2 separate regions of the Oryzias latipes genome follow, and region 2 is linked to region 1. A link is a contact called in public Hi-C data. All regions are on one chromosome and are shown on one strand. Each heading gives the region's core, a stretch centred on a gene start, on an enhancer-like site or on the middle of the called end of the contact. The rest is flanking DNA. Distances are from core to core; before and after follow the strand shown. Region 1 holds the start of tmem160 (transmembrane protein 160). Region 2 overlaps prkd2 (serine/threonine-protein kinase D2).

Region 1 (5,852 bases), core at 895-3,394:
AAAAAATAGAAATAAAAAAATTATCATGTGGTCCTTTTGGGTTCTTGTTTTACGAATTAAGTAAACCATGGTACATTTGCTGGTACCAAAGTGGAGATAAATGCAGGGCAGCCAGATTAAGAGGGTTTGGACACGCTGGGACGAGGAACAGTGAATATGTAGGTTAAACGGAGGCCCTGTTTGGAGCTACCAGGAAAGAGGCCTACAGGAAGACCAAAGAGGAAGTTCATGGATGCAGTGGAGGAGGAAATGAGGATAGTTGGTGTGAACAGGGTTAGAAGAAGGTGGATGATTTGCTGTGGCAACTCCTAAAGCCTGAGTGTCAAACTCCAGACCTCGAGCACCAGCCTCCTGCTGGTTTTCTGGAAATCCTGCCTTATCTGCTGCTGATTTCCTGGATCAGATGGGTTTAGCCAATAAGAAGCTTCAATGGCAGGTTGGTTGGAAAACATGTAGGACACCGGCCCTAGACAAAAATTAATTTACATAGAAAAGTGTCTTAAGTGAAAAACAGTGTCAGAACAATTTATTACCTTTACTTTTAACCTATTGATGCAAATAGGCATCAGACAACTTCAGCTTCAAAAGTACCTTAACTTAAGATCTACGTGAAATCAAATTCTTATTATGTGATTTTCTTTTCCATAGCTGGAAATAAACTTAGGGGTCAAGGGGTTAAACTCCTGTTTGTATTTTTCATTAAAATTAAAGATTTTTGAATTGGTATTGCTCTGGAACATTTGAACCCTTGGACTTCTCAGTCGAAGCTCATTCAAAAAGAAAATAGCTGGTGCAGTTCACCAAATTACCACTAGGCGAACAATGACTATTTTATTCATTAAACCTTACATCCTAATCTGTGGATACCTCAGGTTCGAGTGGGAAATCACTTTTACTCAAATTCGAATATTTACACAAAGAAGTCTCAGGTAACAACCTTGATTTGCTGTCAGGTACAGAAAAAAATCTAGTCTCCAATGAAAATCATTTAGAGTAGAAGAGTCATCATCCGTCCATCCATCCATACATACATCCATAAGGAAGAAGCTCATTTCAGCTACTTGTATTTGGGACCTCGTTCTTTGAGTGAGTATTTGAACAAAGATCAACTAGTAAATTGAGAGCTTTGCTTTCTGGCTCAGCTCTTTCTTCACCACGGACCGGTACAGTGACCACATACCAGTGGACACTGCACCAATCTGCCTGTCAATCTCACGCTCTGATCTTCCCTCACTCAAGAGAAAGATCCCAAGGTATTTAAACTCCTCCACCTGGGGCAGGAACACTCCACCCACCCAGAGATGGCAAAGAGTCACAATTTGAGATTTAGAGAAAGCACAAGGAAGGATGCATTGTAAATGTAGAAAATCAGTATTTGTTCTTGAGGTAACAATTTCGATTTATTCCCCCCTCACCAAATTTGCATGTTCTTTATTTTTGGGCTTAGGATTCAGATTTCCCCCTTTTATTTTGTTAGCTTTCATATTTCTAATTATCTGATTACTACAGCAGTGTACATCAAAAGATTTTTAATGTTTACAAACTGTAAAACATTTTTAGGTAATTTTTTCGGTAAGAAAAAGGTAAAAATTAAATTAAATTAGCTCAAATAAATATATTGAAAAAAGTAAATGACACAAAAAACCTTTTAATAATGACATCTTTCTCTTGAAATTGAACATCATAATAGTTTTTACTCTTGATGCAGTAGAAATTGAAAAACATAAGTGACAGAGACTTTAAGGCCAAACTACAGAAAATACTCAGTCTCACACAAATAATTTCAGCTTATATTTTATTTGATTTAGTTAGCTAACTTTTCACTACAGCAAATAAAATCTACTTAATTTGTTTAAAAACCAAAAATAAACAAACTTCTCTCCTCAGAAGACTGCTATACCTATCTATCAAACTGAGAAATGTTTTATCCTCTCCCGCCCTCTTGTGTCATAAATTTGAACAAACATGTTTAAAATCTAGAGATGCTGTAACTGTTTGAGTAGGAGAAGAGTAGTAGTTTCTTTGTAAAAAAAAAAGGTTGATCAAAAAAATGCTTTAAAACAATATAATTAAGCGTTTTTATTAGCCTATTTATTTTTCCAGCTCCAATGTCTGCCGCATGGTGGCGCCACTTCTATTCTGCCTGCCTTTCGGCGGACTCTTCCGGAGTGTCGTTGTTGACCGTGTGAGAGTTCAGAGTTCGTGTTGTGTTTTTGCTCTTAGCTAACATTTTACCCAACAGTTTTCAGTGATGTTATGGCTTTCCTGAGCCTTTTCGTGAGGAGGCAGCTGCCGCAGGCTGTCACCTACTTCGCCCGGACTCTGAAGCTGGGCCGACCTCCGCGCTCCGCGGCCCCGCTGAGGAGAATCCACGGGTCGGCGCAGCAGCGGACGGCTGAGAAGGGGTCGTGGGGGAAAAGCCGGGGCTCGGAGCAGCCGCTGCAGCTCTCAGACCTTGACAAGGCGGACGCTTTGGTAGGCTAAAAATGGTGTAAAAATACCCAACACACTTGTAATGTATTTGTTTTTTCATCTAATAAGGGTAAATTCCAGACTTTTCATCTATCTCGTTCTCTCTTGCACCTTTCGCAGATACTAAGAAAGTCGCACGAAACAGGTAATTTCAAATTCCCCCCCTAAGTTTTAAGGTTTGTGATTTATTATTATTATTATTATTATTATTATTTAGAATAACAAAAATTATCTTCAAGCTTACATTTCTGACTTACTTTTGAAAAATTCTTGGTCTCTTTTTCCATATTTGTTTTGGTATCTTCCACCCCCAACCACATACAACCCTCAAAAAGTGGTTTGATCCAATATCTTGTGGAGTTTTACTCTGTTTTATGTGTACATTTTGGGATTTTTTTTTTTGTTTCTGTAATTATATTTAACAATTGAGTGCATCGCACTTTGACTCCATGTTGCCATGTTGTGACTTTAGAAACAGCGTGGAGCATTTGGAAGAAAACATGTTTTGCTTTCGCTGATTCTCTATGTTAAAGCCCAACCTGCAAAGTTTCATGGTCCAGTTTTTTTACGGCCATGCGTCAGAAGTAAACTACAGTTCTTAAAATCTAAACTAAAACCACAACTCAAACTTTATTTATATAGCACTTTCCATATAGAACAGAACAAAAAGTGCTTAACACCAGAACAAAAACATAAGACAAGCACAACAATTCGAAACACAGGAACCCCTAGTCCCATTCATGCCTCCCACCCCTTAAATGAGGGTGATAAACATTTGCAAAAGAGTCTGAGCATGGAAAAAGTTTGTTGGTGTAAAAATTGATATTTGGAACCTCCCTCTCAGTGAAAGCTGCACAGACAGCCAGATGCAGCATCACAGGAGACGCCTCAGTAAGGTGGTGATGCTGTTCACAACTAGAGCCGCAGCGGCTGAACAGCAGGCGACCCAGAAGGAGAGGATCCAACTGAGGAACTGACAATGATTAAACAACTTAAACAAGTTCTGTGGAACCCTGACAATACACTCACTCCAAGTTTTCTTAGTTTTCCAAAGAAATATGAATGCGAAATTATCACGACATTATGAGCACTTTATCTAAGAGGAGTAAAAGTACCCAAGATGAATAAGGTTACAGAAAAAGGAAAAAAACACATTTTGAACCCTTCAGCTCTGCAATCCACAGGGTGGAACACAACAATCACTTCTTACACTTTTCCCAATATTCTAAAATAATTCTACCGTATGCTGTCTCAGCCAGCCCCCCCCCCCCCCCCCCCCCCGTCTTTTTTGACATCAATCAGGTTGTGTTTGAATTCCCTCACTACTTGGTGCACTATATATTGCATTCCCCACTTTGCAGAGGTGTCTGACTGAATCTACAGTTCCAAAATCCAGTGCCCTGGAAATTTCCCACAAGTTTCTGTGAAAAACTAGTGTGCATTGATGCTCACTATTGGCAAATATAGACCACAATGCATTGCTGTCATGATTTTTTTTTATTTAAAAAAAAAAAGTAAACCATCTAAGTTTTAATCATCTGAACACAGTGGATTCCTAAATAGCCTCAGTATAATGTTTAAATTTATTAGGTTTTTACTTTGCCAAATGGGCAATGTCATATTTGGCGTTTAAAAAAAAGTAGTGAACATATGTTTAAATTACATTTAAATCCAGGGCAGTGGATAGCTCCTGAATTGTATAGTTTTTTTTTTTTTAGGTGTAAAGAAGGTAAATCAGACATAGTCCCAGCCTAGAGAATCATAATTTCTGATGGTTTTTCAATAAACTCAAAACAAGTCCAACTTTATTTATAAAACAATTTTCATACGCAAGTACCACAAAGGGTTTTACATACTTCAAAATCAAAAACAAAGAGCTTCCCACCCACAGAAAATATTAATTATCTCGATTTGGATCTTCAGATAAAAGCATCAGCTTAATGCAAAATAAAAAAATCTCTCTTTTCATTTTTTTTTATTATAAATTTCTCATTAGAAGTTCCTTCTGAAACTTGGTGACCAAAAAACTGCGACAGCATCTCTCTCATGTCTGATCTCTCGTCAGCTACTTTTGAACACTTTGCTGGTGGCGTGAACATGTTCTTCAGAACCGTTTATTTAGACTCTTTTACACACATCTGACCACGAGTCCAGTCTGGCACCTGTAGAACAAACTAAACCCAGCTCTCAAACTGCAGCATGCAGACATCTGTGACAGATGTTGGTCTGTGTTTACGGCTCTGGCCGTTTTGCAGGATTCCTCTCGTGGTTCAGGAACGGCCTGCTGGCGACGGGGATCGGAGTCATCGCCTTCGTCCAGAGTGAAGTTGGACGAGAAGCAGGCTATGGTACAAAACTGATCCTTTTGCTTTTCAAAGCAACAGAACAGATTTTCTTTCACTTTCTGTTAAAACACAAAGTACAACATGTTGCAGTCACGTAAATAATCCATTTTCCTGTATATTTACAAAGCTCATAGATATTGTGCGTTGTCTCCATCAAACCAACAAACAATACCTCTTTTTTTTAATATAGGCAATTGGTTTTATTGATATTATCTCTAACTTCTCATGTCTTTAATAACACAGGGCTTAGGAGCTAAAAACAAGTCTGTGGATGTTTTTGGAAATCAGCGATTCTCTTTGAAGTAAATGGCTTTTCGAGAAAAGTAAACACGTGAAAACACACCTTTAGCGCTCTTTGTTGTAAAATCGGCGAACTTCAAACAGAATCTGGTGATGAGAATTTTTCTTTGATACAGCACCAGCAGCAGGTCCACAATTAATTATTTCACAAGGATTTCAGCAACTGACTTCAACCATCGGGAGCAAAAATGAAGACAGAGTCCTTGATGCTTTAGTTATAACCATGGATACTACTTGAAGAGATGCCAAATGAAAAAGGCTCATTGATTGACAGCGTGTGATTATTGATGAATGGAAAACACGAAAAAATTAAATCTATTAGACAGAAACTAAACACGTTGCGTTTTTTTTCTCTTCAAAATAAAAGCCTCTTTTTGTAAATTTTTCATGATAAACAGGTTGTTTGGCTTTTGTAATTCAGTGGATTAGACTATAATGTCTTACATTTGTCTTTAATTTGTATCTAATTATGTAAAAAAGGTATTTCAGCAGTCTACGAAGGAACTGAGTTACAGTGACACCATAATCATCTGTTTTTCTGCAGCCTTCTTTATCCTGGGAGGTGTGTGCGTGTCATTTGGCGGCGTCTCGTACATCGGCAGCCTCTTCACCTTGCGGAGGCTGATGCTGCTTTCTGTGCCAGCTCTGCTGCTCCAGGGCGCCGTGGTGAGCAGCGTCGCCCTCTTCTGGCTCTGTGCTGTATCGCTGTACATAGGCCGACTGGAGGTGGAGATC
Region 2 (6,565 bases), core at 4,039-6,538, 120 kb before region 1:
ATTGATCTTTTTTCATCTACTTCTGATTCGAAATAATTTGAATAAAGAAATACTCAGAAATACACATTTAAACTTAATTTCCTTCATTAGATGTTTAAAACACCAAAACACACATTAGTGCTTGTTACGGCTGTGGCCGTATTTGGTTTTGGTTTGTTCTGTGTTTTGTGTATTATTGTGTATTATTTCTTTATCAGAGCGGGACTTCTGTGTTTTGTGGATCTTTGTTTGTATGTCTGATTATTTGCAGGTGTGGTGCATGAAGGTGTGGCCTCAATTTGGACAAGCTGGTGGAGGCAGCTTTAAAAGCACCATTTGGACATCCAGTCGGTGAGAAGGGTGCCTTGCAGCAAAAGCCTCCACTGCTGCTTGGCCCTCTTCTCCATTTTTGTTTTGTTCTCCATTTTGTTTATGTCTTCTCCACTTGTTTTAGTTTGTGTTGCACTTTGTAGTTCTTTGTAGTTTGTAGTTTTGTCTGTGCCCACTCTGTTTAGTCCTTTGGTTTATGATTTTGTTTAAGTGAAGCTGTAGGGGTGAACCGCCATTTTGTTTAGTACATGTTTTCACCTGGTTTTGTTAGGTTAGGGAGGTTAGCGTTCTGTCTTTGATTTCCCTTTTCTTTTGTTGCAGGTAAGATTACATGTTGCAGTTAGTTGGGGTTTTGTTTGTTGTTTTGGCCTGGGTTCACCCTGAAGCCTTTTAGCTTCACTTTTAGTTATTGTTGGATTGTTTGTTTATTTGTAAATAAATTTGTGTTATTTTATGGAGACATTCGTTTGGTGTTTTTTGTTACACTTAAATTCAGTAGCCAAAACCTTTACTTTTTATGTTATGCCCCCCCTAGCACCCCTAGACACAAAGGGGGCGTAACAGTGCTAAAAGTCAGTAAGTTTCTGAGCATGCCTGAAGTAAATACTGTTTCTTTGAGGAAATTCACCTTAGAGGTTACCACAATCATTTTTTGTTTTTGTTGTTGGTGTTTTTGGTGACCCTGATGTCCATGTGTACCTGTTCAATACCACACAATAACTTATTTTATCATCAAATCTCCTTTATGGTTTCAGAATTGTTATAAGCAGCTCCTTCTATTAATCTATCAACTACCCCTGCTTTGTTTGCAAAGCATCCAACCCGAGCGAACGCTTTGACGAAGCCCATCCTCTGTCTTTTTTCATAACACACAAAATGTAGCTCAACATCTTCTACTCTGCCACATCAGCATTACTGGTCTCAGTAATCTCTTCTACATTACCTCTTTACCCGTCTCTGATACCTTCTATCACACACTACTGCTTCCACCTTTACAGCTAGATAAAATCTGTTGCTTCCTGTGTTTTGCACTACTGCGTGTAGTTTCCCATCCAAGGCTGTATAAAAAAATGTTCAAATGAGCAAGAGGTTTTTTAGAATAAAAAGAGACTAATTTGTGCCAAAAATAGGATTAGGACTTAAACTTCAAGAGCTCTTTGAAAGTTTTTGCTCTGAAATCTGTTTTTTCCAATACATTGCATTTATGACTGCTGTCCATTGATTTTTATTTGGAAAAACAATTAGCATTTAGTGATACATGAATTTATTTAACCCCTTTTTTTATATAAAGCTAAAATTTTTCAGTAGCTGCACCTATCACATTCATGTGTCATGTTCTTGATTCAACTTTTGGTAGTTTGATTACATTTGGTTTTGGCTTACCTTGTTGGTCATCATGTTTTCTGAAATATGTCTACTTTCAACTATTAGTTTGACTTTCAGTTTCCTCATAAAGCAGTTTTAGCCCTTGTGCATGTGTTTAATTTATACTTCACATATTTGTTCATTTACGCTCTGTTAGGCACTACACCCATGAGCAAACACCTCTGTTATGTGTTATTGTAGTACATGCAGTTCCAGATTCTGCTCTTTTTTTATATGAATATAATTTATAAAACATCTGCCTTTTTATTTTTCTTCTACCTCCTAGATCCCCTCATTTAGGTCTTTTCCATTGACTGTATAAGAGGACTGGACTGAGCGAGTCTGAAATCACCCATAGACTTCCAGCTCCAGTAAAATGAAGCCAATTCATTGACCATTTTTTTGGCGATGTTGGACCCAGACAACAGTGATTGGTCAGAGTCGGATTGAGTCAACTATTCTATGACAACTACTGCTGCCAATCAGGAGTGAGGTTGTTCGAAGTCCCCACCCCTTCCCCTTAAAGTGGGCTTGGGAGAATCTGTCAATTTATATTGTTTTAACATTGTGAAGCACTTTGTGAGTCGCTCTCTGAGAAAAGTGCTATATAAAGCTTTACTTACTTACTTGCTAAACATTTCAAACTTTCGAGGTGGGGGCCAGCGGGCACTATTGAGGCATCCGATTGGTCAGTTTATAACTTGAATAACTTGCAATGAAGAAAAAATGTCGTGAAAAAAATAGGATTAGCAACAACATGTTAAAAAAGGTAGCAGAGCAAGAATGGTTACTCTGACAAATAAAACGACGGAGTCATTGAGACTATCTTTCAATAGAAGTCTAAGGGCTTGGAGCCAGCGGACACTTCCTGTTTGGAACCCAAGGGAGGAGGGATTGCTCAGTCCAGCTCTCTTTACAGTCAATGGGTCTTTCCTCGCCTGTTCTGAAGCAGTTCATTTTTTTTTGTTTTTTGAATTGAGAATTTGAACTGCCAGTAAATGATTTTACAGATGTAGCTACTGGAAAAGCTGAACTGAAGGTATACCGTGAACTCTGAATATTTCTAAGGGACTTTGAGGGACAGTTTAAGGTTTGAGTTTTGCGTGCTTGTACTTCAAAATCAGGGTCAGAATAGGGCAAGTGGAGTCATAATTCTAGTCATATGAGAAGCATTTTTTTATATTTCAGGTACTTTAATCAGACCAGACCTGGTGGAAAAAAAAATATATAAATATTTTGGAGACACATTGTTATTGTATTTAGGCCCGATTATTGGAGTTAACATGACACAAAGCAGGAACTTAATTTCCGGTTCCATGTGAGGCCTGACGCAGTTCCCCTGCTGAAGTAAGTGTTGGGGTCTTCAGCTCCACTTTCAAGAACAAAGACAATATCCTGGAAGAGTGCATCTTGTGGCACAGAAATAAAACTGTCAACACCTGAAATAGATAAGAGATACAAAGAGAGGCAACGTGCCATTTAGTATCATTTGCTAGCAATAATGGCTGCATAGCTGAAGGAAGTAGGATTCATTTAACCAGAGCTGGCATAGGTGCAACTATCACTGATGGGAAAACAAATCATTCTTCTTGTCTGCAGAGATTTTTTTGTGTGGGAGATGTGTTGAAAAATAAATAAAATAACCTGACAGCCAAGAGTTATTCTTCAGCAAACCTAAAATGAAATCTTAAACCCGTTACATCTTTAATTAAGCTTGGTTGATGTGAAAGAGCAGCTGCTGTCAGAATATTTAAGCTACAGCCACTTCTAGAATGATTTGCTCTTCTTCCAAGAGAAAAAAACAACTGTCAGTCAGCTGAGGTGAGGAGTAATTTATTCCAGTTTCGCAAATGGTGGTATTTTCTTTGTCATGCACTGTTTAGCGGCTGCCCTCTATCACAGAAACCTGCAGTGAAAACTATTTTTTAACTCAACGATGAGAAAAAGCAAATGTCAAAATGAAGCTGAGAGGATTTTAGAGATTTCATGCTGGCTTGCCTGTGTATGGTAATCAAGTTTCATAGATTATTTTTTTAAATAGGACGGCTTTTTGAAAATGACTTGTTTCTTTGTGTCTGCTTGCAGGAATCCTCAAAACATACAGTAAGTTTACGACTTAAAACACATATAGGAGTGTGAGCATACATGATTAATGACCGCACACATCTCAGTACCCAACCTTACAGCTAGAGAGGACTCCAGACTTATTGAAAGGAGATGAGGAGTACACATCCTCCTAATCGTTCAATAAAAACCCCAAAACCAACAGGGAAGTGTTGAAAGTTTGTATTATCTGCTGTAAAGGTCAGGGTCATCCATCAAACTTGTTGAACACAATCTAAACATTTTGATAAGTACACACATTTCGGGTTACATATTTTTATAATGGAATAACATAACAAACTCAATGCTGAATGACCTATCTAGAAAGTTTTGCTTCATGGAAACATGCATTCTGACACTATAAGGAACATTACTAAACAAAAACAAAAAAGCATCTACTTTAGCAATTCCAAGCTGTGCGTTTAAGCCATGCGATCCCGAGAGGAAGGTAAGATGAAGTCTGCAGTACAAACAAATTTGAAACAGTTAAAGATGTGTGTTTCAGTGAAATACTTAATGTCTAACTTGGGAAGAAGTTAGCACCTTCAGCACAATAGAAGTCACTGTCACCAGCCTGAAACATCTATGATTTTATATCTATAGGCAAAACTGTTTTGAAAACAAAAATGTTAATGTTAACGCCCCAGTTTCATCTTTGATAACTTACATTTATCAAGGAATCTACGTTGCTACAACTTAGGACAAATAACTGGAGAAGAAGCTTGTGCTGCATTTTTTGGCAAAATTTTACGGGACTGCATTTGAAAATATAGATGGCTTTGTCTGCATGCATTTACTTATATAAAAAGGAGTTCTCTTGTCATTGTAAAGAGCCCCATCTCTTGAAACCTGTGGTGGGGGATATCAGAGCTGTGTATTGACAGCAAACAGTAAGAAAGCCTGCAATTGTAATCAGCCCACAAGAGCTTTCATGTGTCTAGTCTATTGCATGTAGAGAAGAGACACCCACAGCTCTTTTTGTGGTTTGTAGTGAGCTGCTGTTTCAAGCTTCACCTAAAGAGGCATATCACAGTTAGAGGAAGTGAACACACCACCCTTGCTTTCTCGTGAAAAACACAAATATGAAGTTCAACTTCATTTTCTTTTGGGGGAAAAACTGCCAGTCCATGGAAAGAAAAGATCCCATATAAAGTCAGGCTGTTCAAAAGATAAAAGGCGAGCTGTAACAGGCGAGGTAAATGGTTGAAAGACATTCTGAGGACTTTTAGATTGCCGAAAAGAAATTGGATTTATAATATAAAAGTGGCACAAAGCAGATTTTCAGCCTAGGGTGCCTAAACAGCTCTGCAAAATTCTTACTACAATCCAATGGTTCTGCCACTCCTTGTTTCTGTGTCTCAAGGTAAACCATAGTAATCCTCTACTTCCTTTCTGAATGAGTCCTTGGTCTCTCTGTGTTCAGAGAATGCTGACCCTGTCTGTGAGGCCTTGCACATCTGCATCATCCCCACCTTCCTCAGCAGTAGGAGGGGGAACAAGGTGAGTAGGATAGGGCATGTTTTGCTCTTGGGCATACAACTGCCAACGGCTGTCATCGCTCTCGTGGGTGATGTAACGCTCTCCAAGTTTGGTCTCCAGCTGTCGCAAGTCCAGCCACGTCTGGTAGTCCTGTGAAACGAAGTACAAACATTAGGGTGAAATTTCAGTTTAAAAGGCCATGAAATTGGATCGATATAAGAGAAGCTTTCGTGGTTTTGATGAGCCCACAGAGGACCATCCAGTAATCACTTTAGGATAGTGCCTGCTTGTCAAAGAGCTGACATAACCCGAAAATTGCAAATAGAATTTTCATCCAGTTAAGGCTGTAGTGGCAGAGTAAGTTACAAAAAACAAACAAAAAAAACAAACAAAAAATGCTCAAAACTGTTTAGCATCTATTTTCTCAGTTACAACTTCACAGAGTTGAAGAGTGTGCTCAAATCTGTTTCTTTCTTCATGAGGCAAAGACATTACTGAGGCATTCTCGCGATCTTAAGGCCCAGCTTTGTCTATGTGATAGTGTCTGCGGAGCGCTGCTGCATCCTTTATCTCTGATGAGGGATTACAGCTGCACTGAAAGCATGACGAATTGTCTTTGAGGCCAAAGGAAATCTTCACTTTTGATAAATATGTCTGAATAGTGTGCCTGTTTGAAGATGTGAGTGGTTTATTTGCAGTACCTGTAAATACGTGTGACTGAGACTTTTGTCTACACTGTAGCGCTTCCTCATCTTCACTTGCAGCAGATTGTTGATCAAGTCGATTGCTGAAAAGAAGACATTATGCCCATCATTTATATTTAAATCAATCATACACAAAAGAATTATAATTCTGTGCATATATGCATATATGCACAGATAACAGAAAGCTGTTAATGTTCCTTGCCAGGTTTTAAAATGAATAATATGACTTTATGTTATAAAAAGGCAGGCAAAGTGATGTGTACAGTTTTCATCAAAATGTATAAAAATAAATAAATTAAAAAAAACAGTAGCCAGTGGGAGCTAATTAAAATTCACTTGATTAGCTGATAATCATGGCTACCTCAATTAAAGGTTTGGCTGCTTGACTTGTGGGAACTGTTGCTGCCTGTCTGTCTTTCTCCGTGAGAAACAAAACATTCTTTCGTTTGCAAAAGTGAACTTCCAAACAGGTCAGACCACAAAATAAGGTTACCTAAATCCTACTTGCTGCGTATGTTAGATATGTCACGCACATTACTGCAGTTGATGAGGTTGAAGATTGAATCAGCGGAACTTTTTTCTTATAAAGCCTATATTTGCACTGA

The links. A called contact is a pair of places that touch in the nucleus more often than the background predicts.
Region 2: a contact with region 1 is called in a Hi-C map of embryo, with 1.7 times the contacts expected there. The contact joins the enhancer-like site here to the promoter of tmem160 in region 1. A contact is called at or near these places in 2 of 5 Hi-C or Micro-C datasets (embryo and fibroblasts).

What each region holds. Positions count from the first base shown.
Region 1 is chr13:14,789,246-14,795,097 of ASM223467v1, reverse strand. tmem160 (transmembrane protein 160) reads left to right here and starts at 2,144. Exons shown (of 4, transcript XM_004075402.4): 1 at 2,144-2,475; 2 at 2,593-2,617; 3 at 4,728-4,820; 4 at 5,662-5,852. The coding sequence starts at 2,257.
Region 2 is chr13:14,907,559-14,914,123 of ASM223467v1, reverse strand. It overlaps prkd2 (serine/threonine-protein kinase D2), which reads right to left. Exons shown (of 19, transcript XM_011482554.2): 18 at 5,958-6,043; 19 at 3,945-5,406. The coding sequence ends at 5,197. Among protein-coding and RNA genes, the nearest start is that of LOC101161496, 11 kb to the left of the region's middle. Within about 2 kb of position 5,288, at least 1 of the 8 cell types and tissues checked has an H3K27ac peak or open chromatin away from gene starts, as enhancers often do. A contact at or near this core is called in embryo, where this site is marked.